Regions from separate parts of the Mus musculus genome. Here regions 1, 2, 4, 5, 6 and 7 are each linked to region 3. The links are chromatin contacts, called in public promoter capture Hi-C maps. All regions are on one chromosome and are shown on one strand. The core of a region is the stretch at or near the end of the contact, and the rest is flanking DNA. Distances in the headings are between cores, read along the strand shown. Region 1 holds the start of Myo1c (myosin IC). Region 2 holds the start of Mir22hg (Mir22 host gene (non-protein coding)). Region 3 holds the start of Phf12 (PHD finger protein 12). Region 4 holds the start of Ywhae (tyrosine 3-monooxygenase/tryptophan 5-monooxygenase activation protein, epsilon polypeptide). Region 5 holds the start of Suz12 (SUZ12 polycomb repressive complex 2 subunit). Region 6 holds the start of Pitpna (phosphatidylinositol transfer protein, alpha). Region 7 holds the start of Crk (v-crk avian sarcoma virus CT10 oncogene homolog).

Evidence for each region. Promoter capture Hi-C pulls out the DNA fragments that hold promoters and counts their contacts. Capture Hi-C pulls out chosen DNA fragments and counts their contacts.
Region 1: a promoter capture Hi-C map of liver shows a contact between it and region 3, with 3 times the contacts expected there. The contact joins the promoter of Myo1c here to the promoter of Phf12 in region 3. A contact is called at or near these places in 4 of 39 promoter capture datasets (embryonic stem cells, hippocampal neurons, liver and 1 more) and 1 of 9 other capture datasets (liver).
Region 2: a promoter capture Hi-C map of liver shows a contact between it and region 3, with 3 times the contacts expected there. The contact joins the promoter of Mir22hg here to the promoter of Phf12 in region 3. A contact is called at or near these places in 2 of 39 promoter capture datasets (liver and pre-B cells) and 1 of 484 Hi-C or Micro-C datasets (B cells).
Region 4: a contact with region 3 is called in a promoter capture Hi-C map of pre-B cells, with 7 times the contacts expected there. The contact joins the promoter of Ywhae here to the promoter of Phf12 in region 3. A contact is called at or near these places in 5 of 39 promoter capture datasets (the C10 cell line, hippocampal neurons, liver and 2 more).
Region 5: a promoter capture Hi-C map of pre-B cells shows a contact between it and region 3, with 4 times the contacts expected there. The contact joins the promoter of Suz12 here to the promoter of Phf12 in region 3.
Region 6: a contact with region 3 is called in a promoter capture Hi-C map of liver, with 2.2 times the contacts expected there. The contact joins the promoter of Pitpna here to the promoter of Phf12 in region 3.
Region 7: a contact with region 3 is called in a promoter capture Hi-C map of pre-B cells, with 4 times the contacts expected there. The contact joins the promoter of Crk here to the promoter of Phf12 in region 3. A contact is called at or near these places in 1 of 39 promoter capture datasets (pre-B cells) and 1 of 115 datasets of contacts at active chromatin or transcription factors (embryonic stem cells).

Annotation. Positions count from the first base shown.
Region 1 is chr11:75,654,674-75,657,373 of GRCm38.p6, reverse strand. It overlaps Myo1c (myosin IC), which reads right to left and starts at 1,359. Exons shown (of 32, transcript NM_001080775.1): 1 at 1,173-1,359. The coding sequence starts at 1,190.
Region 2 is chr11:75,460,232-75,462,931 of GRCm38.p6, reverse strand. It overlaps Mir22hg (Mir22 host gene (non-protein coding)), which reads right to left and starts at 1,393. Exons shown (of 3, transcript NR_030711.1): 1 at 1,177-1,393.
Region 3 is chr11:77,981,557-77,984,256 of GRCm38.p6, reverse strand. It overlaps Phf12 (PHD finger protein 12), which reads right to left and starts at 1,441. Exons shown (of 15, transcript NM_174852.3): 1 at 880-1,441; 2 at 60-241. The coding sequence starts at 945.
Region 4 is chr11:75,731,618-75,734,317 of GRCm38.p6, reverse strand. Ywhae (tyrosine 3-monooxygenase/tryptophan 5-monooxygenase activation protein, epsilon polypeptide) reads right to left here and starts at 1,431. Exons shown (of 6, transcript NM_009536.4): 1 at 1,227-1,431. The coding sequence starts at 1,290.
Region 5 is chr11:79,991,664-79,994,363 of GRCm38.p6, reverse strand. It overlaps Suz12 (SUZ12 polycomb repressive complex 2 subunit), which reads right to left and starts at 1,258. Exons shown (of 16, transcript NM_199196.2): 1 at 765-1,258. The coding sequence starts at 1,044.
Region 6 is chr11:75,586,721-75,589,420 of GRCm38.p6, reverse strand. It overlaps Pitpna (phosphatidylinositol transfer protein, alpha), which reads right to left and starts at 1,342. Exons shown (of 12, transcript NM_008850.2): 1 at 1,069-1,342. The coding sequence starts at 1,088.
Region 7 is chr11:75,677,875-75,680,574 of GRCm38.p6, reverse strand. It overlaps Crk (v-crk avian sarcoma virus CT10 oncogene homolog), which reads right to left and starts at 1,316. Exons shown (of 3, transcript NM_133656.5): 1 at 911-1,316. The coding sequence starts at 1,151.

The DNA of each region.
Region 1 (2,700 bases), core at 110-2,609, 2.3 Mb after region 3:
CGGACATATGGCTGGGTTGCAGGATGCTGGAATGCAGATAAGAGACCCTATGGGACATATGGACCATGCACACAGCCCATAGGAGCACAAAGGGCCCAGCAGACACTGAACGACTGCATGGAATCCAGGGCAGCGGCATTTTGAGTTGAGGAAGGTGGGACATGACAAGGAGCTCCTAGGAACGGCAGAAAGAATGCTGGTGTTGACCTTGGACAAACCTCCTCCTTTCTCAGGACTGCTTCCTCTTCAGAGAACAGGAGTGGGTTAGTTCAGGTGACCTCAAATCCCAGCTACGTGTTACAGGTGCTTTGGAGGACAAACGGTTCAGAGGGAATTCTGCAGACAGGGAGGGGCCATCTCTCCAACTCCCATCCACCCCAAATTCCCAGAAGTAGAAGTTGTTTAGGGATCAAGCCAGAGCTCACGTCCTAGGAGAGGGTTTCCCCATGGGCCACCACCTCAGCTGGACTTGATGCCCACCCCAGAAGCGGGTGGCCTGCCCTCCCTCAACTGGAGCCACTCCCTCCTCTCCAGCTGCTAGGCTTCCCCCCCCGCCCCCCCTCCTCCCGCAGCTCCTCCACCGTTGAGAAGCCTCAGGAGGTGGAGGGTTCTCCCAGGGGAAACCCAGCTGCCACCCAAGGGTGGGGCAGGTACAGGCTTAGCTAGACCCTCAAGCCGCGTCTTAAGCAGAGCTTTCCTTTCAAAGAGGGCCTGCAGATCTAGAAAATGCTGGGGTAGGGGGGTGTCAAGGAAGAGGAAGGTACTGGGAGCCGCTGTAAATTCCAGGGAGGTCACCAAGTCTCCCCTGACCCTGGTTTCTAGCCCTAGTTGCTCAGTTCTCTGCTTCTCCGTCACCCCTCAAGTCCAGGGCCTGTCTCCCTCAGACCTGCCCACCCCTGACCCACCCAGCCCGAAGCTGCTGCCAAACACCACCGCAGCCAACGCCCCCTGGTCCTCAAGTGGGAGGGGTCTTAGCCATCACCAGGGGCGACCACATGGTCCTGGGTTCGAGCGTTCTGCAGCCCTCTCCGCCTCGGCCTCCTGTTCTAGCAACTTTCAGGGACATCTTCCACCGAAATTCCTGGGCCGCGCCCGCTTCAAGGCCGGCCCTGGAGCGCCGCGGGCCACCGAGAGATACCCTGGACCCCAAACCTGCCCGCGCCCATGCTCACCGATGCCCGGTAGCGCATCCTGCCGGACCCGGCGCCCCGCTCCGCTGCCCGCGCCTCTTGGTCTGTACTCGGCCGCGGCGTAACCGAGGGAGGGGCCAGCCCGCCCCCTGCACCGCCCCTTGCAGGCCCCTTGGCTCAGGGGGCTCGGAGTCCCGACCCTAGGACCCACTGCAGCCGGCCTGGCCGGGCTGGGTGGGAGGGGGTTCGGGACCTAAGAGGGGGCGCGCGAGGGGCGGGGCCTCCTGCGTGCCGCGGGCTCCGCCTGAGTCAGGTTTTCCAGGAGGAACGTCGTTAGTTCCAGGGTGGGGCCCGGAACCCGCGCGGCCGCCGCGTCTACACAGCTCCGGAACTCACTTCCGGGCTCGTGTCTACAGCACGGGGCTGGACACCCCGCGCGAGACGAGGGCTGAAGCCCGTGGGTCACCGGGGAAGCAGGATTTCTCTCCCCACCCCCAACCTCGAGTCCCGGGAAAGTTAAAAATAGAACGAAATGTCCAAATACGGCCGGCGCCCCGGGACAGGCGGAGCCTCTGTACGGGACACTGTCCACCCCCATACACACTCCCAAAGGACTGGCTCCATTCTTTAAATCCTTAGAAAAGAAATTGTTTGAGACAGGGTCTCTTTACGGAGCCCAATCTGGCCTGGAACTCAAGATGCCTCCTGCCTCAGCCTCCTGAGTACTAAGATTACAAACTTGTGCCAAGAGAGCCAGAAGAGAAACATCTCTTGAAAGATCTCTTCCCTAGCTAAGAAACAAATCCTAGGGTCAGAGCAGGGTGCCCTTTTTGACCCAGCATGACCCCTAAAGAAGCCTGTTTGCCGAGTAGGCAGCACCCTTCTGACTTTCCTACGTGTGCAGCCAATAACCTTATGTTCCAGCCTGAATATCCTCCGGACTCAGTGCCCTGCCCCATGGGCTCCTCTCCTCTCTTCCCTTCTTTCTCTTCCCTCTGGATCTCCGCTCTTCCCTGAACACAGGCCATCAGCTGTCTTCCTTGTCTGTCCAGCACCCTCGCTGGTTCTCTGACGACATCAGCCCTTTTTAGGCCCGAGAAGAGTGTGTGAGAGGAGTGGAGTGGACTTTGGGTCAGTTGCCACCTCTTGTGGCATATGGATGTCTACGGTAAAACAAAACAACAACAACAAAACCAGCCTGGCCTTTGCTTACTAGCAGGATGATGATCATGAGTAAGTGCCTTAAGAGGCCGATTGGCTGATACTTGCCAGAATTGTTGGGTTGCCTGAAATGAAGCACTGACCAAGCCATCAACACCACTACTACCCTCTTCCTCTTTCATTCTACACGCACTGAGGGACTTGGGGGAGAGTCCAATCTTCTTGTCTAGTGAAGAAAGCGTCCGCCCCTATATCTACCATTTGCAAAGGGTTCTCAAGTGCCTTATCTATTCCTCGCCCTTTGTAAGGAACCTGAAGCATATACCGAGGGTATACACTTGGTCTAGGGAGGATAGGGGGAGTAAGAACCCAAAGCACCAAAGCGCCCCACCCCTTGGACGGGGACTCC
Region 2 (2,700 bases), core at 144-2,643, 2.5 Mb after region 3:
TTGGGATTTCTATTTTCAGAGAGTGGAAAGATTACACTAGGGTGGGCAACTTTCAAATTCCAAAAGCCTCTTGGGAAGTATAAACTTTGTCGGATCTTCCTTCTCCTAGGTGATCAGTCTCTGTCCACTTCTCTCTGCCCAGGATAGCTCTGTTCAGGCCACAGGGTTCACTGGCTGCTGAGAGTTTGTGCCAAGCAGGTGCCCTTGGCTGCGGGGCGGGGTGGGCCCAGGGCACTGACCCTCTGACCAGCTGCTCCATCAACTCTCTGGCACCATGACAGCTTCTAGCCTACTCTAACAGCCAGGGTGACAGGCCAAATGAGTTGGAGACTGAAACTAGGGCCAGAGGGAGGTGGGAACGTTAGCCTAACCGGAGGCCGTGGGGAGGGGCCAAGAGTTGGCCAGGAGGTGGGGAGAGAGGGAGCCCAGCGATGACTAACCCAGGCGCCCCACCCAGCCAGCCGGCTTCCCAGGCAGTCAGGCCAAGCCCGGGCTAGGGGCCTCTCTACCGGACATACTAGGGGGGAGGTGCAAAGGTGACCTTCTCTCTGTCCAAGACAGCCAGTTAGGCTGGGAGGGGGGGTGCGGGTAGAGTTTCCAGGCACTCCTCCTGTCCGCCCCCCCAACCTCCGCCCAACCCGCGGTGAAACCCTAACCTTTGGGTTGCATAAGGCCTCCGCACCGCCGCCCCCTACTCCTTTCCCCTCCCCCCTTACATAACATCCCCGGGAGGGAACGAGAGGAGGGGCCGGACCGCCCAGCGACCCCTTCCCTGCCAGGGACTTGAACTGGCCCTGACCCAGTCAGCGCCGGTAGAGGCAATGCACCTCCGCACCCCTCGCTCGTCCAGATCCTCCCTAGGCTAAATGGTCAGCTCGGGCATCCTCAAACCAAAGGGCGTCGGGGTTAGACGCCCCCGGCCCTCTGGCCTCTCATATTCCTCCCCAGTTACTTCTCCAAACCTTCTGCCACGACTCCTGTCCGGGACTCTCTCTTTAAACGTCCAGACACACTACTCGGGAGAGTCCAGGCTCCTCTCCCAAGAGCGCCCCTGTCCCCGCCGCCCCCTCTCCCCTCCCCCAGAAGGGCAGGGTGTGGCCGTCAGGACCCTACTTTCCCCATCACCCGGTTACCGCGGTTCCCCCCGGGATGACCGGGTCCCCAGATCACACCCACCTGATGCTGGGTGCGGGGGTTGCTGTGGACAGAGGAGCAAAATCACTGCGACCTGTCCGCACGGCCGACCGCTCTGTCTCTTCCCAGCGCCCAGCACACACCGGCTCCAGTCTCCGATCAGCTGGCGGCGTCGTGACGCACGAGCTGCGAATGAACCACCCAGGGCCAATCACCGCCCATTGCTGGGCAACGTGACCACACCCACTCGGGGGCGCCAGCACCTCTGCTTACTCCCGCCCATTCAGGCGTCTGGGCTCTGATTGGCAAGGAGGCCACCCCCTTGCCTGGAGGAGCTTCTCTAAGCCACGCCTACCAACTAACCAACTGGCCAATGGCTGAAAAGGTGTGGCTAACCCTCGGCCTAGGCGACTTGCTTAGACCAGCTTTACGTCAAACTACAGTTTAAAGAGCAGAAGGAAGTATAGGCGTGTATTTTTGCAGTGCATTCCGGTCAATGAAGTTCTTACGGTGACACTCAGCTTCCCAGAATGCAGCGCGCTCTGTGAGTTGGCATTTTTAAACTGATCTCTGACTCGGTCGCGGGGAAGTCCTTAAAGGGCTACAGCCCCTCCTTCTTGGAACTTCTTTTAGCCTCAAAACTGATTCACAGGAGGCCTGAGCTAAGCGAAGGTGGAGCACGCGAAGCAACAGGAGTGAGTAGAACTAAAGATGGAAGCCAGCCACCGATGCAGCAGAACACCCGAAGTCTTTTTTTTTTTCCACAAATAGGACTTTTTTTTTTTCGGGGTATAGGGACCACTGTCACTCGCACGGCCCCAGTCTTCACTGGAGAGCTAGCTCGAGGTCTTCGGGGTATAGGGACAAATGTCACCCGCACAGGCCCAATCTTCACTGGAGGTCTAGTCTATCCCTCGTGGGTTTAGTGAAATCTTTTCTAGTGAATGTCTCGTCTTAGTCGCTGAAGAGCCCACGGCTTCTCAAGGGGCACGTTCTTAACAAAGGATTCGCCCTCACTTTTAGAGAGGAAGCGTCTTTTTAAAAATTAGGGGAAGATCTTTACCAAAGTAGTATCAACCAGAAACCCGGTTCTAAGATTAACACCCATTCAGTCCCGCCCTCCGAAACGCTTCTCTGACTCAGGCCTACTTAGGGAAGTGATTTCAAAGGTGGAGACCAATGAAGAGGCGGCTCCTTCCCTAGGGGCCAATCAGAGTCTGAAAGGCGGGGGATGGGCAAAAACCGAAATGAACCCAATGACTTGGCAAAAGCTGCTGAATTGCTTATTTAAAGGGACAAGACTGGGACCACCTCTTCACTCCCTCCCCACCCCCAAAGAGAAACTTGTGGCCTGGGGTTCTTGACTTTTGAGTCATTTCTAAGAGCATCTAAGCTTTCTAAGTGAGAGCATCTGAGACAAAGAAATGAGAGGGAAGCCTGAGATAGCCGCTTCTGTGTTAAATTAAGTATGGGCTCCACTAAGGTGACTGCTGGGCTTGCTTCAAATCCTGAGTTCAACGTTCAGAATATTGTGTCTTTAAGGAGACTTCCTGCCTTCCGCCCCAG
Region 3 (2,700 bases), core at 192-2,691:
TGAAGGAATGTGCTGAGTAGGGTCTGCCAAGGGGCTCCAAAGGGGTCCCCAGCCCTTACCAGCACTGGAGGTGGAAGGCGGCAGGGCAGTGATCGCAGCACAAGAGATCCCCACCTTCCTTGCAGCTATCGCAGCTGTCGTGGTTGGTGGCCCTGCCGCTTCTCCGGGACTCCTTCTCGGGCTTCCGACTCCGCTTTTCTGCCTCGTCCGTCTTGGGGGGAGCCAGCAGAGCTTGGATTTGCTGCACACACATACAGACGGCATGTGTGCACATTCGGAGCTCCCGGGTAGCCCGTAGTCCCACCGGCGCCGCTTCTCCGTCACCCACCCCTCTTCCCCCTTTTGTCCTTCTTCCTCCCATCCAGGCTGCTTCCAGAACCTCTCGGTCCCCGGAATCAAGGGGAGCCCACCCTAACTGCGTTCCTGCAGCACAACAAGAAAAGCTCCTTCCAAATGGGGAGGACCAGGGTAGGGGGATGGGGAGAGGGTGCGCGGTTCTCTTCTTGCCACTTCCTTGTATGGACAGTGGGGGACTCCAAAGCCCGGCTCGGGAGAGGCCCGAAGCTTGGTACCCGGACGTGCAGGGGGAAGCACAAAGGGGCCGACAAGAAGGGGGTGGGGAGGCCTGCCGGTGCAATGAAATGGAGTGGGCTGAAGCCTCAGGGAGCGAATCGAGGGCGGCTGGTAGGTGAAACTGCTGCAGACGTCCTCGGAAGCTAAGCTCAGTCCCCCAAATTGCAAAGAGGGGAGGAAGAGACTGGGTGAGGAAGAACAACCCCCCCTTTTCCCGGCCCTCTGGCGCTTCGAGCTTAGGGCCGGCTTTGTGGGGCGGAGGTACCCTCCTGGCACTGGGGGGAAAAGGATGAGGGCCACTCTTACCTCCATCAGCCCCCCCGACGTGTCCAAGTCGTACACGATCGTCTTGGTCTCCATTTTCTCCCACATTCATCCACCTCTCGGGCTGGGCGCTCTCTGCTCCGGCCCCCCCAGCCCCGGGGGGAGGGGGGAGGAGGGGAAGGGGGCACCTCTGACCCCCGGTCCCCTTCTCTCTTCCCAACACAGGTTCCGACTTCCTCGCCCTGGCTCCCCCCCACCCCCCGGCCCCCAGTCCCTGGGACGGCAGCGTCCTCCCCACGGGCCGCGAGAGGGGAGCAACCCCTCAGCCCCGGCCCAGCGGCTGGCTGCACAGTGGATCCCGGCTCCGGGGGTCAGGCCTCGGCGGGGGCCTAGGCCCACAGGCTAAAGCTGGCGCTGGCGACCGCTGGTCCGGCCGGGAAGGCTAGCGGGCGCTGCCATCCCGGGCTTGGGGGACCGGAGGGGGGGGTGAGAGGTTAGGTGAGGTTGTGGTTCGTGAGGTGACTCTGGGGAGGATGATGGGGGGTGGTCCCCGGGCTCCGCCTCTCGCCGCCGCTGCCGTCTGCGTCCCGGCTGCCGCGCACTTGGCGCAAACTTACCGCGAGCGCCCGCAAAGCCACCCGCGCAGGCGCCCCGGGATCGCCGCTCGCCGCGCGCAACCGCAGTGACAGCCGGCGGCCTGGCTCCCGCGCAGCCGCGGTGATGGGGTACCCCCCGGCGCGCAGCCGCGCTGGCATTCGCCCGGAGCCCAGAAGCCCCGCCTCTCCGCCGTGCGCCGGCGTACTGCGATTGGAGGGCGGAACCTGAGGCCTCGCTTAGGCGCCTGGGAAAGCGCGTAGGGGTCACGGCGCAGCCGCAGGAACTGGAAGACGCATCACCCATTGGTGTTTGTGTGCGGACCACGGGCTCTGGTCCCGCGCAGGCGTGTTGGGTCGCCACCCTCCCGTCCCCTCACACAGCCGCCTCACGCGCAGGCGCGTTGTACCTGGAGGCCTGCACAAAAAAAAAAAAAAAAAAAAAAAGCTTCTCCTTTCGCCATTTTGGTAATGAGATTTGGGGCTACCATGCCCTTGGAGTCCTCAGTCACGACCAAGGAGGAGCGTGGGATGCTGTATGGAGCTGGTAGCTTTCGGCTGCAGCAGTACCCATATGGATGGTGTAGTGGACTGTTTGTCTCCAGTGTCAGGTGTGTCTGGACTAGGCCGCCATATTGGTAAAGAGGGAAAAAAAAAGCATTGCGACAAAAAAAAAAAAAAAAAAAGACGCTTTTGGTGGCAGATCGGATGACTGCTCTTTCCACTTCATTTCCACTCTCAGCACCTAATTTTAGCACGAGCATTGCTGCCTTGGGTCCCGATGGAACCCAAGATATTTCAAGCTGTTCTTACCCTCTCTTAACCACTGTCCCTGTGAACTACTCCGAAAGAGGAAGTCAAAAGCCCAAACAGTCCGTAATCCTGACAACGCCCAGCTACCTGCCTACAGCTGACTTCAATCCCCATCTTGCAACGCGCAGAGTTCAAAGGGTGAACGGGACCGCTTTGCACTCTGGTAGTTAGACTCGCGATGGATCTGATGGATTGTGGGAGTTGTAGTTCAGCCTTCAGGCGCTGCACTGGACCATAGGATGTACACGAAGAAAAGCCTGCCGGGAAAGGATACTTTTGAGAGCTGCCGTATTGCACACTGGGGTTTGTAGTTTGAGCCCCTCACCTCGCATTCTGAGCAGAGAGACATACCTCTCTTTGGGTGTGCGCTGTTATGCCCTTGTTATCACTTTCCAATATGGACAGATACTCTGCCTAATTGCGAATGAATGAACCCCACTAGGCATTAATTAACACT
Region 4 (2,700 bases), core at 182-2,681, 2.2 Mb after region 3:
CTTGCTTGCATGCAATCCTGGGTTTGAGCCCCAATCATGTAACAATGAAATCATAAAACAGAAAAACTACAATCTTCTACATTCCTAATTCAAACTCCCCAAGCCTCAACTGAGTGCTCAAAATAGGTAAAGCTCCCCAAGCCAAGGAAGAGCATGCATTCCACCCGAACTTGGGTTGTCAACCCAAAGTGCTACTAAACATTATTTGAATTAACCATTTCTCAGCAGGTCTTTCCATACTTCATAATGACGAGTGTGAATAGTACAGTCGTCAATTTTACAAACGGGTAAACTGAGGCACTGACTCTGCAAAGGGAAATTCGTACTAAGGAATCCTGGCAAGCCTGGTCTCCTGTATTCTAGCCATCAGAACTCCGTGCCTATGAAGGATGGGGACAGAAGGGGGAAAAAAAAAACCCGCAGCAACTTTAGGATATCCTGGGTAAGAACAAACGGGGTAGGAGTGAGGTTCTGCACCTCCCCGGAAGAAGGCGAGGCTAAAAAGCCCCCCAAACTCTCAACTCCAAGGTGTGTCGGCCCAAAGGAAGAAATCCAATCGCAGCATCTCAGCTCGCCTCCACCCAAGGAGGGAGGCTCTGCAGTGATTTCCAAACACTCCACCCTCACCAGAAGACTCCTCTCCACCGCCGGCCCCGAGAAGCCGTCCGTTCCAGAGGCTTCTCCTTTGTGAGGCTCCACGGCCGCCGCCCCACACTGGGCCTCAGGGGAAAAGCCACCGCCCCCACCCGCCATATTTCCCCGAAAGGCGCCTAGCGCTACAGCTCCTCGATGCCGCCCTCTCCCGAGCGACCGGTACCGTTCCTCACATCGCCCCACCCAAGTGTCCTCCTCCACACCCCGCCGCGGTTCCCGAGGGCTCCCGTGGGGATCGCACGCCGGGAGCCGGCACCCGCCATCTCCTCCCCCCTCCCCCGCCCGGGGACTCGCCCTCCCCCTCCAGCCGCCATTTTACAACCAACTCCTCCACCCTCCGCCCCGGCCTGCTGGCGGGCGAGCGCCTGCAAGCTAAGGACACCGGAGGGGTCAAATCCCTAGGCCCGGGGACTCCCACCGCGCCGGGAGCCCGCAGGCCTCGGCCTGCTTCCCGACCCACGTCCCAAGCCGGGCTCCGAGACGGCTCCGCCATTTTGTCTCCGGTTCCCGGCCTCTGTGGGCGGCGGCGGAGGGTCCGAGACTTCCAGCCCCCCGACACCCCCCCGACTCACCGTCGTATCGCTCGGCCTGCTCTGCCAGCTTCGCCTGGTACACCAGATCCTCCCGATCATCCATTGCGGCAGCGGCTCCGGCAGGGTCTGCGCGACGGATGGAAGCGGATAGCGTCTCCGACTCTCTCAGCTTCTCGCTCCGCGTCCGAGCAGGAAAAATGGCGGCGCCTCAATCCGGGACTTCCGCCTGCGCACGCGGACAACTGCTCAGCTCTATGGCAACCGCTCCCTGGCAACTGGCGCGGGGGGGGGGGGGGGCGGATCCCGGAGTTCGGCGCCAGAAAAGGCTGGAACCAGCGCGACAGACGCCCCTCCTCCGTCGGCACAGCGGGCGGCCCTGTGGCGAGGCGGGAACTGCGACTGCGACGGAGAACGGCCCCTGGAGCGGCTGGAGGCGAGGTCGGCCTAGACTGCGGGAGGGGAGTTAGCCAGAAGCCCGTGCGGGGCGACCGCGGGCTGGCCTGTGGGGGACAGAGCGACAGGCTTGATGGGTTCTTGCTACGGCAGGCCTTCCTCGTTGAAGATCAACCGGCCCTGTGCATTCTAGCACATTTTTCTCATCCAATTTAAAGAATTGACAAGGACAAGAAGGGAAAGCTCGAGTTTTCACGCATCATCATCTCCCTTGCTTCCATACTTTAAGCATTTTCTTCTCCCCTCCAGCCATATTTTATCTCTTTGGCCTATCGTAGATAGGACTTTTGTTTAAAATCTCTGGTTTTGCTTCAAGCATAGGTGAGTGTGTTTAATTCCAACACTAGTGAGGTAGAGGCGCAAGGATCGAGTTTGGATCAAGTCCCATCTACAAAGCAAATTCCAGGTCAGCCAGGGCTACATTGTGAAACCCCCATCTCAAAAAAAAAAAAAAGGAAAGAAAGAAAAAAGAAAAAGTGGTCAATCTCAGCTAGTTAAGGGAAACCCTCACTCGAGGGAAAAAGGAGACATAGTGGCTTGCCTCACTTGGAGTGCAAGGTGCACCTGAGGTGTGTAAGGGCAAATTGACATTGATGAGTTAGAAATAAATAATCCTCCATGGGGATTGCTTCACTTGCAATGGCCACGCCTAGTCTGCTTCCTTATGGATTTTCAACATCTTATACTCAATATCAGCTTGCTGCTGAGCCATGCAGAAAAAGGGCCTCAAAATGAGTGTGAAATCAAAAGGTTGGGATCAAGGCCTGAGGTCACACGCCCAGAGGTTTGCATCTTAGTCTGTGAACGGACAGGAATTGTTTTGTCCAAACGCTGGAGACTGACCCCCACAGCTTCCACCGTGTGTTTTGCCACTGAGTTATAGTCCTATCTGGGCAAGCTGTTTTGATGATTCTGAGTGGAAGGTGACATCGTCATAATTGTACTTAAGAAAAGTATTCCGTACTTACTGAAGCGGTGGTTCACGCCTGTAATTCCAGCACTGTGGAAGCAGAGACAAGGATTGCCACAAGTTCCAGGCCATCCTGGACTAAAAATACCC
Region 5 (2,700 bases), core at 9-2,508, 2.0 Mb before region 3:
CGTAAAATACCCAGCTAGAAGATTGCTAAATTCCACTATCTACACAAAAGAGGTGCAAAACCATCAGGATATAATGCCCACTTAGTAACAATTTTATTTATAGTCATAATGTTTATAAATTCTATTGTTTGTTTCCAGGCACTGTGTGATCCCCTTTCCAAAAAAGTCAGTTTCGCCCTCCACGCATCTTTTAAAACGAAAAACCGGGATTTAAAAAAAAAATGTTCTGGAATTAAGAAACAACTCCAAGGTTGTCCACGGAGAGGACGCTTGCCCCATTCTGTCTCTCTCAGTCTACGCACCCATAAAATGGGCGGAAAGGTTTGAAAAGCTTAAAAGGTTTCAAATGCTGCGTGTTCACTCACACGCAGCCAGAGTGGGTACGAACGCATTTCAGACCCATGACAATTTCCTCGGCTTTACAACACTCATCTCCGGACAGGCTGTGTCTCGTCCCCCCGAAACCTACAACTATAATCCCTGTACTTGTGGAGTAAGGAAGACACAAACGAAAACACCAACTCGTCTCGGGATCTATATGCGCTCAGTTCAACCGTCACGTCCCCACCTCCAAGGCTGCTCTGAACCTGGGGGCCCCGGGGCGACCCTTCCGGGAGTCAGGGACCTGCTCGGGACCCCGGCGTTCCCCAGCGAGTCCTCCCTCCACTCCCAAAGCAAGTGGACTCTCCGAGAACCCGGCGGAGTGCCCCGTGCCCCGAACGCCGGAGAGGGGCACCCCTGCCCTCGAAGCCGCTCACACTCACTCTCAAAGGCCTGGAGGAAAAGCTCGTGGTCAGCCTGGACGTGCTCCATTTTCGGCTTCTTCACCGGCAACACCGCGGCCCCCGCCGCCGCCGCCGCGGCCGCCGCCGAGGAGGAGGAGGCCGAGTAACTGCCGCCGCCTCCACAGCCCCCGCCGCCGGATTTGCCGCCCGAAGCCGCCGCCGCCACCGCCGCCGCCGAACCCCCGAAGCCGCCTCCCCCGGACCCCGCGCTGGGCCCCGAGCCGCCCCCTCCCCCACCGCCGTGCTTCTGAGGCGCCATCGCGGTTCCTGCCTCCTCCCCCCGCCAGCTACCCGCCGGGCGGCCCCGGAGAGTGAGCGCGCCTGCTACACCAACCGCTCGCCCCAGCAGGCTCCAGCGGACCGAGGGGGGAAGGAGGAGAGAGGGGAGGAGAGGGGAAGGGAAGGGAGGAGGAGAGGAGGGAAGGAGGGAGGAAAAAAAAAAAGTGTCTCCTCCGAGCCCCGCTCCGCTTCGGAGGCCGCTCACCCTACCCTGGCCTCGCTCCGCCCACTTTCCCCGCCCGGCGCTCTGATTGGCCGGCGGGAGCGCGCGCCGCCGGGCCGCCCAGCCCGTTGGTCCGCAGAGTCCCCCGTCAGTCACGCGGAGGCGCTTCTCGCGGAGGCGCGGCTTGGTTGGCCCGTGCGCGCTGCCGACCGCGGGCCCGGACGCCTCTTTGAACTGAATTCGCGGGAAAATGAGGGGTCGGAGCGGCCTTCCTGCTCGTCCCGGTGCATTGTGGGCAGAGGGGGACTCGCGAGCGGCTTTGGGAGCCGTTTCTCGCCTTGAGAGCTTCGTCAGTCGCCGCCCCCAGGGGGGCAGAGGTCCCCTGGAGAGAGAGGCGGGTGACTGAGAAACTGAAGGCGAAGGGGCCTTTGAAAGGAGCGGAGGTCCACCGCGGATCCCGAGACTGTGTGGTCTCAGGAAGTGACCTGCCCCGGGGGTGCTGTGTGCTCAGTCTCATCTCCACTGAGGCAGGAGGAGATCGGATCCCCTGGCCGCCACGTGCCCCAAGCCACCCATGGCCGAAATCCCCTAGCGCAGCCACTGGGTTGTCGGACGTGAAGGGCTCGCCTACGAAAGGGAGCGACCTATTTTGTGGCGGCCGTTTCTCAGAAATTAAGGAGACTTGGTTTTGTTTTGTTAAGTGATGTGAGGTTTTGGGATTCTGTGGAATTGGGTTGTGGCTTCTCAACACGATGCGAGCAAAGTAGATACTTCATTTTCTCTGAGACAAATAGGTGATTCGAAGTAAAGACATTTCTTGAAGTTTTATTTATTGTACTGCCAAAAGCTTGTGAGGAACGCTGTGTTTTGAGTGTCTTGTTTAAAAAGATAGATAAACTGGGCGGTGGCGCACGCCTTTAATCCCAGCACTCCAGAGGCAGAGGCAGGCGGATTTCTGAGTTCAAGGCCAGCCTGGTCTACAAAGTGAGTTCCAGGACAGCCAGGGCTACACAGAGAAACCCTGTCTCGAAAAACCAAAAAAAAAAAAAAAAAAAAAAGATAAACAGACCCGACCTAAGTCTGTTGGTACAAATTGGCTTACTCTGAATAACTTGGATTTCAAGTTAGACAAAATAACCAGCTTATATTGCTTATATTTTAACTTTCTAAAAATGTTTTTATGCTCGGTGGTGGTGGCACACACCTTTAATCCCAGCACTTGGGAGGCAGAGGCAGGCAGATTTCTGATGCGAGCCTGGTCTACAAAGTGAGTTCCAGGACAGCAAGGGCTATACAGAGGAACCCTGTGCCTAAGTCTACACCAAGGTCGTATGCTGCGGTCCTTACAGCCAAAAGAGGATGTTGCCTCTCCTGGAAATGGAGTCACAGGTGGTTGTGAGGCCTAGGGTGGGTGCTAAGAATCAAATAGAGATCTCTGAGAGAGCAGCCAGTGCTCTCAACTGCAGAGCTGTA
Region 6 (2,700 bases), core at 93-2,592, 2.4 Mb after region 3:
TCCTTGCAAGCCCTGCCCATCCCCCATATCAACAGCTCCACACCCCCCAAAACATTTATGGGACCTCAATTCCTCCAAACAGCACCATCCAGCATCCTGTAGGCTTGGATAGCCTTGTCTTGGTCCCCACCACTTCCATTAGCAGGCACATTCATTCTTAATCATCTTCCTGGACGGTCCTGGGCCCTGCTAACTTAATGCCCTTCTCTCTTACCCACACTCCTTCACATCACTTTAGAACCTGCCCAGTATTTTCTAGACTCTTCATTCAAGTGTTGCCAAGTCCTAAGCAGGCATGCTGAACTTCTTGCAAAAGCCTCCTCTTCTGCACCTACTTGGGTACCATGCCATCCCCACCCTGTCATCCAGTCCCCTATACTCTTTTGCCCATCCCATCACCCAAGCGTGGCTTTGACTGAAGTCCTTTTTTCTGCAACCAATTATTACAATCCCTTTTCCTCTGCTGCCTCAGGCAGCCACTGTCCATGCCCCAGGTTCCGCCTCAACACCCCTCCCCACCACCTCAACTCCATTCCAAGAGCTACCTTATCTGATCTTCCCTGCCCCTTGGTACAGCTCAGCCTCAAACCCCTCCCCAGCGTCAGTCAACTCACCGGCGCTGCCTGCCCTTGTCCCACTGCTCCTTGGTCCCTTACACAACTCCTCGGTCCTTCAGGCAGTTCTGCCTGCTCCTTCATCCCACAGCGTCCACCATAGGGCCACACCACATCCAGCGCTCTCCATTCCCCATGCCCCTCCTAATGTCTCCTCTGGATCTCCCTATCCCCTTGACCCCTCCTCAGGCCCTGACCGGCCCGCACCGGTTCTCAGCCTCCTCTCCGACCTATTCGATCCCACCTCAGGTGCTGTCTGTCACCCTCTGGCCCCTTCGGGCCCCTCCGGCCCCACCTCAGGCCCCGTCCAGCCCCCGCTGTCCTCTCCGCCCCTGCTAAGCGGCCCAACAGCCCCATCCGGTGTTCTCCATCCCCCGGCAGGCGATCTGCCTTCGCCGCCGTCATCCCGACCCTCCCTTCCGCCTCGCTTCCGCACAGCCGACCCGACACTCACTACTCCTTGAGCAGCACCATGTCGCTTCGCGGCTCGGCGGCTGCCAGCTGCCAGCCCGGCCTCCCGCCCGCTACCCGGTGGCCGCTCTCCCGGTGGCCCGGCCCGGCCCCGCTGCCTGTGCGCCTTCGTCGTGGTCTGCTCTGTCCCCGCTGCTCTCGCTGCGGTCGCCGCGCGGGCTCCTGTCGCCCTGCCCTGGCCTCACCACCTCCCGCGCCTCTGCCGACGCCGCCCGGAGCTCCGGTTCCGCAGCGCCACGCGGGGGCGGGGCGTCTCTGCGGCAACCAAAGCGTCAGACGCAGCAGTGCGCGTTGACCTCACGCGGGGCGGGGCCTTCCCGGGTCCACCCCTCCACCCTTAAATGGGCCGTGGCTCCGGGTCCGTGTCAGCATCTGGGCCCAGGTCTGGTTTGGTAGTCAAGAGGTAAAGAGACATGTTTGGTATGAATACTCTTCTGCATCAGGAGCTACTGTGCCTATATGCTTGGACTTCGCTGGTGGGTGTACTGAGAGCCAAGCATGTCAAAAATAAAATGAGGGAGTTTGAGATTTAGTTCAACCACGAAGCACTTGCCTAATTTGGATTCACCAAGAAACCAAAACCAAACAAGTGTGTATATACTTCCTCTAAATACGTGACTCCACATCTCCACCAGAAAGATACTGTTACTGCCCTCGTTTACAGGCAAGAAGGCTGCATAAGTTAGATTTGCTCATCACAGTGTTTTCATGATGTAGCTGAGATTTGATTTTTTTTTTTTCTTTTTTTCAGACAGGAACTCACTATATAGCTCTGGCTGTCCTGGAACTTGCGCTGTAGACCAGGTTGGCCTCGAACTCACAAAGATCCACCTGCCTCTGGCTCCTGAGTGCTGGGTAGAGCTGAGATTCTAACATAAAATCTTAGTGTCTTCTCATCCACCCACTAACCATTGGCTGTGGGGCTGCTGTGTACCAGAGCCTGTGATATCCTGAATAGAGAGAAGAAGGCTGGCACTATCTTGCCCCTAGGGAGCTGGTAATCAAATGGAGGGGAGGCAGGTGATGGCTGGGGTAGCAGGCACTTGGAAGGAAAGGGGCTGCCAGAGCTAGTGGTACAGGCTAGCTGTCTGGGAATTCCTAGCTGTCTGGGAGCTGAGGCAGAAGGATGGAACGTTCAAAGCCTGCCTGAAAAACTTAGTAAGTTGCTGTCTCATAAAAGCTGAAGAGAGGGTTGGGATGTGGCTCGTCAGAGCACTTGCCTCGTATGCAGGAGGCCCTAGGTTCAATCCCAGAATCCCAGAAAGAGAAGAAAACGGTAGCTTGGCAGCAGGCTTTGGGGTACGGGTGGGAGGTGGAAGTTGTGTTTGATGGGATCACACTGGACAGCACCTGGTGTATGTGAGGAGTCCCTTGAGGGACGGCATCCCAGAGATCCACAAGATGCTGGGGAAGACCATGCACAGCAGAAAGGACACACGTAAGGGCCGGAGTCAGGAACAGGCTGCATTCAGGGACTTGTCCTAGTGTGGTTTTCTGTTGCTGTGATAAAGACCATGACCAAAGGTAACTTGGGGAGAAAAGGGTTTATTACGACTTTGAGACTAGAGTCCATTAGCAAGGAAAAACATTACAGGAACCCGAAGGCAGGAACTGA
Region 7 (2,700 bases), core at 67-2,566, 2.3 Mb after region 3:
TCTGTTCTCATATCCTGGAAGATTTTGACCACAACACCAACTTAGAGAGCAAGAAAAGACCCAGAAGTACGTGTCTGACACTTTTTAAGTAAATCCAGGGAGAATGAAGTGCCATTCACTTCCAAGGTTGTTCTCACTGGCTTATGCCTGTTTGTTTGTTTGTTTGTTTGTTTTCTAAAGGAAAAAAATCTTCCTCCACTAATCACTTTGAAACTAGAAACTCTAGTTGCAGCGGGCAGTTTTTTTGGACACTTAAAACCTCTTGGACACAATTTGCCTGCTAGGCTTCAATTACGCGGGGCTGGTCACAGAAGGATTTTTTTTCTATCACCAAGTCACTTAGTTCACCACCTTCCACAAGGGAAGAGCACGGTAAAGATATTTTGGAAAAATGCCCAAGAAAGGAAAAAGCTGACCGGCTTCCTGAGGGTGTCTCCATCCCTCCCAGCCAGCCAGTCAGTACGTGGTGACTTCCTACCGAAGGCCACCAGGGGAGTATGGCCAAACCCGGCTCTAACACTGCAGGAAACGTTTCAAGCCTAAAAGCCACTTGTAGGATTAGCAGAGCCATTCTGAGTACCACTGCCAAATGATGTCCCCGTAACATCCCCATTAACTCATTGTCCCCAAGTTGCCTAGCCCTGCCCTGCCCTTGGGCCTGACCCTGGCGCCCAGCCCCACCCCGGGGCCGCAGCAGTTCCCCTTCCCCGGCTCCCAAGGCACACCCAGAGGCCTCGGTGAGCAGCTCCTCCTCCCCCACAATCCCGCTCATCGGTGGGAACCAGCTTGCTCAGAAGACAGCTCCCCCGCCAGGTTCACTCTAGCCCTCTCTGCCCACGTCCCTCCTGCAGCAGACCAGGGTTCTACGGCCCTCACCCCCGCCCGGGCCTCCCACCCGCCTGTCCCTCACCCGGCGGAGGCTGAGCGGGCGACGGAGGCACTGGAGGGCGCGGGCCGCTGCTGTTGATGATGTAGTGGGAGACGCGCGAGTTTTCGGAGACGCTAAGCACATAGTCCCCGGGGCTGGTGCTCGAGTCCCGCACCAGGAACACCCCGTGCCGCTGGCCCTGCAATAGCGCCACCGCCTCCTGCCGGCTCAGGCGGCCCCAGTACCAGCTACTCCGCTCCTCCGAGTCGAAGTTGCCCGCCATGGCCGCCTCCGCGCTTTCACGCTGGGCCGCCGCCGGCACGCGCGCCCCTCCAGCCCTGGCGCCCGCCGCCCAGCGGACCGGCTCCGGTGTCAGCCTCCCAGCAGCGCCCGAAATGGCGGCGGCGGCCGCGGGCCTTCCCCACCGGAAATGACGCGCCCTCTACCCGAGGGAGGCTGCCGGGAAGGGGACCGACGCCCGCCATTGGGAGAAGGGAAACGGAGTCCTTGGGGCCCTCAGTGCGCATGCGGCGTCCTGGGCGTCGCCGCCAGGCCCAGACCCCAACCGCGGAGGATGGGGAGGCGGAGTCTAGGTCTAAGGGGCGGAGCCTCAACCTACAAATTGACTGATCCGTGTTTGACAGATTGGTAGCGGCCGGTCTTTTCTCCCAGAACCTACAAGTAGCAACACCAAGAAAAGGACTGAAGTTAAAAAAGATGATGTGGTCCGAGGATGATAGTCGCCCTCAAAGCTCCCTGACTTGCTGGTCTTTTCCCCGTGTTTCCTTCGGTTTCCCCCGAGGTCAGCTGAAGTTCTTGTTATCTATGAGCAGCCACAGATACCGCATTTGCCGCGCAGGTGCAGTGCTGACCCAGACTGGCTTTAAGTCACTGAATTCACACACCTATGGGAGGGACCAGGAAACAACATCTGCTATGGGGGCGGGGGGGGGGCAGAAACACAAGGAAATCAACTAAGTAGTCCTGGAGAGACCCAAGGGCTGGGTAAAGTGACTCATGACAGTTATCCCAACCTCTCAGGAGTTGAGACAGGAGGATCCCTGTGAGTCTGAGGCCCTGTATTATAAAACCAAAACAAATAAGAGGAAGGGGTCCACAGATAAGATGACCTAGGGTGAATGGTAGGATGTTAAATGAAGTGGGGAAGGGTACTCAAGGCAAAGAAAACAAAATGCCCAGCCAGGCCAAAAAAAAAAAAAAAAAAAAATGGAGTTCTCTCTATTGGGGCTCCCATATCCACCAGCCAGATTTTTTTTTAAACTCTCAGTTGTAGCCAGGTGTATCTCCTACTTTTACTTCCTTCATGATCATCTTCATCTATCTCAAAAAATTAATAAAAAAATGGGGGAGGGAAGGGTTTCTCTGTATAGCTCTTGCTATCCTGGAATTCACTTTATAGACCAGGCTGACCTCGAACCCAAAGATCCACCTGCCTCTGCCTCCCAGTGCTGGGATTAAAGGTGTGTGCCACCATTGCATAGCTGTTACTACTGTGTTTTGTATATAGTGAGACCCGGTCTCACTACAAAACCAAAGTTATCCTTAGCCTAGTCAATAGCTCCGGCCTTCCAGAGCTCCCACCCATAGTCTGGGCCAGCCCTGGGAGAGACAGCAGGGAAAAGGGCCCCTTCCTTGTTACCAGTGACTCATCTTGATCTAGCTTAGTCACCAGGAACTAGCAGCAGAAGCCATCCAGTGTAAATTCTGGCCCTTTGGGGCAAATGACTATCCTCTCTCCCTTTTCAGGACAGCTGAGCTTCAAGGCAAGACCTTACAAGAGACTCTGGGAAACAACAAATCCAATTCCCAGG